2 separate regions of the Mus musculus genome follow, and region 1 is linked to region 2. The links are chromatin contacts, called in public HiChIP or PLAC-seq maps. All regions are on one chromosome and are shown on one strand. The core of a region is the stretch at or near the end of the contact, and the rest is flanking DNA. Distances in the headings are between cores, read along the strand shown.

Region 1 (2,700 bases), core at 136-2,635, 170 kb before region 2:
GGATCACTGACCAAGCGCAGTACCATATCCTACCCATACTACTTACTTTGGGCAACAAACCTGATATCAAGAAAGAAATTGTTCTGGATTAAAGTGGGCCCTGCATATAATGTAAAACTCAGAAGGTATCGTAGGCTACCTTAACTTTAATTTCATCACAGCCAAAATGTCATAAAACATTTTCCTACAAATTTACTTGAGTTTACATTCATTAATCCAATATAAATTATTTTAAGTATTCTTTGCAAGTCATTTTTAATCTCTTCTTTCTTTTATTTACTTTTAATTTAGTATTTTTACTTATTTACTTTACATCTTGCTCAGCTACCCCTCCTGTCACCCCCTCCCACAATTCTTCCTCCAAGGCCCCTCCCCTTCTCCTTCTTCTCCTTGGCAGGTGGGGCCAAGAACTGACAGGGCAAGATCAGACTCCTAATCCTATCAGGAAGAGAATGTATAAACCATTTTTCTTCTAAATGGGGTGTTCTACAAATATTTTCTCATGGACAAGCAAGGAAGGGCAATAAGCTTTCCATTTCAAAGCACAGCACGCACAGTGCAAGTTAGCAAAGATGTCACTGTGCTTCTAAGGCTCAGATCCTATTGGGACTTGGCTCCTAGTAAACTTCAACTTGCTGAACTGGTAAAGCCACAAGTCAAGGGGAGAGCCATTGAGTACATATGGCTCTCAGAACTGTCAATGGAAAATAGATGATGCTGTGGAATGGCCATGTAAGTGAGGCAAAGACTGCAAGGATTTGAAAATTTCTTCTGAAATATTTCTAAAGAAAGTCATACAGAAAATGGTATCTTCTTTTCTTTTCTTTTCTTTTCCTTTCTTTCTTTCTTTCTTTTTTTTTTTTTTCTTTACTATTCCACTGTGCTTTAGGGGGAAGTTCTAAACCTAAACGTCTAAGGCTGGAGTGGTTTGCTTTGGAAGACACTGGGTATCACACCACGAGTTTTAGGATGATGTTCGGAGCATTAAAGGAACCACTGCACATGCTACACTACTTGCCAGTAGTGGATTTTGTGTGTAAATATATTTATTGTTTATTCTTTACTATATTCCATTCTGAAGGTGCCACTCTATCCTTTTGCAAATATGAAAGCTGAAATTAAGAGAGTTGGTCAACTCAGAGGTACATAGTTAATAGAAAGCACAGTCATATTTTGAACCCAGTACTGTCTAACTGAAATGTTTTTGACCTTTCTCTGTTCCTGTTCTGTATTTACCACTTCCTAACGCTGTAGTAAGGTATCCTGACAAAAGCTACTCAAGGGAGAAGGGCTTCTTTTGGTACAGTTTGAGGGTACAGTCCATCTTGGTGGGCAGTCCTGACAGCTAGAGCTACAGACAGTTGGTCACATTTTATTCTAAATCAGGAACTGAGCATGTTTGTGCTGCCTGCTCCTTCTTGCTCAATCCAGGACCAGCCTATTGCAATACTGCTGCCCACAATTAGGATGGGTCTTTCAGCCTCCATTTACCTTATCTAGAAAGTTCCTCACAGAGAAGCCCACAGGCCTTGTTTCCATGGTAATTTTAAATCCCATAAACTAATAGTTACCTAGTAATGGCTACTTCCACTGAGCATAAGGTTCAAGAGAACTATCACTTACTGAGTTATAAATGTGCTCAATAGCTTACTATTTTCACTGAGCATAGAAAGTTTCCTTTATGATTCCTTTCTCATAACAAAACTCTGAAAATTTTTTATTCCACATTATACATATATAGCATTTTGCAATGCTCAACCACAAATTCTATTTTAGAAACATTTAAGAAGTATCAACTTGGAATAAAATATAAAATACTCCCGGGGAGATGACTGAACTTTTGTTAAGGTATATGCTAGCAGAGTTGAGAATGCTTTGTTACACCGAGAAGCCACTAAGTTCAGTGGTTCCACCAAACCTAGAAGAATGTTAATTCCCAGCGTAAGTCATTTCTGTGTTCAGAGGCCCACCCTCTCCAAATCTCTATAGAACATGTGAGTCTTGTAACACATTGTCTTCTGCAAGGTGGGATTTGTTAATCAATTTTCCATAGTCCTCTTTGACCAGAGCCTTTTCTGGTACCTACACCTTTCATTCTTGCCAACCATGAAGGTGAATTTTTATTCTCCTCTCCTGGCTTCCATTTGCTCAAAAATCAAATTGGAACTTTTCCTCTATATATACCTAGTAAGAGTATCCTATCTTACTATAAATATTAAACACTCTCTCTGCCTTGGCACTATTTTCTGTTTGCGTTTTTCTCTCTCTCCTCTTCTCTTCTCTTCTTCTCTTCTCTTCTCTTCTCTTCTCTTCTCTTCTCTTCTCTCTCTCTCTCTCTCTCTCTCTCTCTCTGTGTGTGTGTGTGTGTGTGTGTGTGTGTGTGTGTGTGTGTGTAAACACAGAGCCCAGTGCATGAATAAGCACTTAATTTGGTACAAATTTTGAGTGGTTTGGAGCAATAGTTCAGATATGTTCTGCAATATGCTTAGAATCCCAAGCTATGGAAATAAATAAAGAGTTGAAGCTTTAATTATAAACTCCTAGGCTTTTAATACTGTACCAAAAAATGTATTTAAGGAATCTGGTTTCTTTTGGAGGAATTCACAACTGACTACTTTTCTAATGAAAGTATCTGGGGAATTCCTTTTCAGGCTTTTACAACATACGCATGCCACATAGCACAGCTTTCCTAGATGATCC
Region 2 (2,700 bases), core at 10-2,509:
GTTTCAAATTATGCAATGGATGGAACACATAAAAATCTATATCAAAAATCTGAATCCAGGGCATGCTAAGAGAGAAGACCAACATTGTCAAGCACACTGTAAAAGCATCTTTACTTGATCAAACTTGTGCTTAAACATCAGGCTTTGAGTTATGTGTCTGTTCCCATAGGTTGCTTCAGAGACTTTCCTACATTTTAGGAAGGAGTCCTCATCATGCGTCTACTCCAGGTGTTTATGGATGGGAAATGCTCCAAACACACACCAAAGACCAAAGCAGCAAAGGGTCAGAGAGCAACAGCTACTGCTGCCTCTGTACTGAGATCATGCAAGCTTCCAAAGACATGATCACTTTTCCAGCCAGCCTGTGGATTTGGTCCTCTATACACAAGTCCCGATGCTGTGTAACTATGATAGGAACATTACAAGTGACTGATACAGACAGAGGAGAGACATAATTATCCTATTTTCATAAAAAGAAAAAGGAAATATCAAAGTACTAAGAGATATCTGAACTGGCAAACAAGATAACCTAGGTCAAAGGTTGAACAACCTAAAACTTAACAAGCAGCCCTGTGAGCGCTTGCTTGAACCTTTAGTCTAGGGAAGCCCAAAAGAGTCCAAGTTCATTGCCTCATGTAAGCAGGGGTACTGGAAGGAGTCAAGGGGCTGGGAGACTGGGATGTAAAGTAACTAAATAAATATTTTTAAATGAGTTTATAGACTGTAACTCTGTTGGTAAAAGTGAAATGTGGGATGGATCATTGAATAAATGTAGTATGAAGGAAACATGTCATGGTGACAATACTGGTGATAATAAAGTATTTCAAGTTGAAGATGCATACCTAGAACAAGGTGATCACCATATAAATGGGCAAGGACTGACAGAAGTGAGCACATTCTTTTTGATGTTACAGACACCATCATTTTATCTGACTTTACATGGAGTAACTGTGTTGAATAACCTGTGCACTTTAGGTTATTTAAAGTTCCCATCCCTACCTTCATTTTTTAAGCTAGAAACTTTGCCCATTCACTCTTCCCAAATCAGACTTAGTTTGATGAGGTGTTAACAGATTTCACTCAGACTTTGGGAATGGATGGCCTAGTAAAGCCAGGGAGAAAGCTCTAGTTCCAATCATTCAATGCAGTGGTACCAAGGTGAAATAACATATAGCAAGGGAATAAAGCTCTCAAAGGCCTCACAGTAAGTCTATGACTAAAGGCAGCATAATACTAGGACAAGAGAATGGCCTATTTTTAGTATGTGAGACTGTTTTTGAGAACCACCAGGACACTGAACCTTGATTTCTGTTCCTACTATACCTTGTCCAGTGATAAGTAAAAATCTTTCCCATGATCCCCTTTGACGAATGGGAACAGCCCAAGATGTGAAAGGTGAAGTTCACCTCTAGCCTTCAGAGACCCAGAGGACAGGAAAGATACATGGGAACAGAAAAGAAAGGCATTGCCAGGGCCACAGTGAACATACGGGTCAGCCCTGAGAAAAAGAAAGATGAGGAAGTCACCATTCTCAGCATCTATTGCAAACCACCAGCCTCTCTCACTTCCCTTGCCCACAGAGACGGCTTTTGCCAGTCAAGGAAGAAGTAGTTTCATAAAAAATGATCAGAGGAAGAGATGAGGGTGGGGTAGGAGAGTAAGATGTTTCACTGAAAGGGCAAGGCCAAGTGTTCAAAGGACATGGATTTATTCCTTCAACATCCCTAGACCGCTTTATAAAACAATCAAGTCAGAAACTATTAGCTGGGTTGATTTAGTAGACTCTTTGACCCAGGACACAAAAGGTTTAAGAAGATACAGAGAGGCGAACTTGACCTGACCAGTAAACATTTCAAATATGACAACTGCTTAGAGAGCCACACAAGAAAGTTGGACTGAGTAGCCGGGCTGGCTTTCTATAGTTATTAACTGCCATGCCACCACTAGTATCATTATGTAACACAGTAGCATATGGGGAACATTACGCGGTGTGTTTTCCAAAGCTTCTCTGTCCAAGTGGGTGAGGCAATGGCCTCCTTGAATCAAAACCTATTGCTCCTTAAGGCTTGCATAGCTGTCTTGATTAAACACAGCAGCAGGCTCCGGTTGAAGGGACAATTCTTCGCTTTGGAGGGGAGGTAGAAGAGGGTAATTGCCAGATGTTTGCAATTTTAGCTATAAAAAGATGGCTGCTTTCCATTCCTGAGTATGTTGAATCTTTTTTTTTTTTTTTCTTTCTACCCAAGCTATTGTGGTTCACTTAAATAGGCCATTGCGCTGATGAATCATCACTCAAAACTACAATAATGGAAGCAGAAAAAAATATGGCATTTTAAATTCCCATGTAAGAGGAATAAATTAAAATGTACAGGTACTACTTATGTGCTAGGCAACAAAAATCATGTTAGTGCTTAAGATGCTCGTTTGGAGTCTTAAGAGCTGTGCGTGGGTCTCCCCTTGACTACTTCCTACGATCACGGATAGGCACCAATGCCTTAAAGCAAACCTCAGGCTGGCTACCTGTGCAGTGGAGGTAAGAATTCCTCTCTGGCCTGATTCTCAGCAGGAAGTCTCTGAGGACATCCATTCCTATCCTGTCTTATAAGCCAGACATAGACCAGGGGAGGTGTGTGATTCCTTCTCAACTGAAAAAAAAAAAAAACAAGAAAAAATATGAATTGTTTCAAAACCACATTAGAA

The links. HiChIP or PLAC-seq counts read pairs in DNA pulled down with a chosen protein or histone mark.
Region 1: a contact with region 2 is called in an H3K4me3 HiChIP or PLAC-seq map of bone marrow-derived macrophages, with 3 times the contacts expected there. The contact joins two enhancer-like sites. A contact is called at or near these places in 1 of 15 datasets of contacts at CTCF or cohesin (CD8 T cells) and 2 of 115 datasets of contacts at active chromatin or transcription factors (CD8 T cells and bone marrow-derived macrophages).

Annotation. Positions count from the first base shown.
Region 1 is chr16:24,784,571-24,787,270 of GRCm38.p6, reverse strand. The region is part of intron 8 of Lpp (LIM domain containing preferred translocation partner in lipoma); the gene reads right to left. Among named protein-coding and RNA genes, the nearest start is that of Mir28a, 42 kb to the left of the region's middle. Within about 2 kb of position 1,385, at least 4 of the 459 cell types and tissues checked have an H3K27ac peak or open chromatin away from gene starts, as enhancers often do. A contact at or near this core is called in bone marrow-derived macrophages, where this site is marked.
Region 2 is chr16:24,619,035-24,621,734 of GRCm38.p6, reverse strand. All of the region lies in intron 5 of Lpp (LIM domain containing preferred translocation partner in lipoma), which reads right to left. Among named protein-coding and RNA genes, the nearest start is that of Mir28a, 210 kb to the left of the region's middle. Within about 2 kb of position 1,259, at least 72 of the 459 cell types and tissues checked have an H3K27ac peak or open chromatin away from gene starts, as enhancers often do. A contact at or near this core is called in bone marrow-derived macrophages, where this site is marked.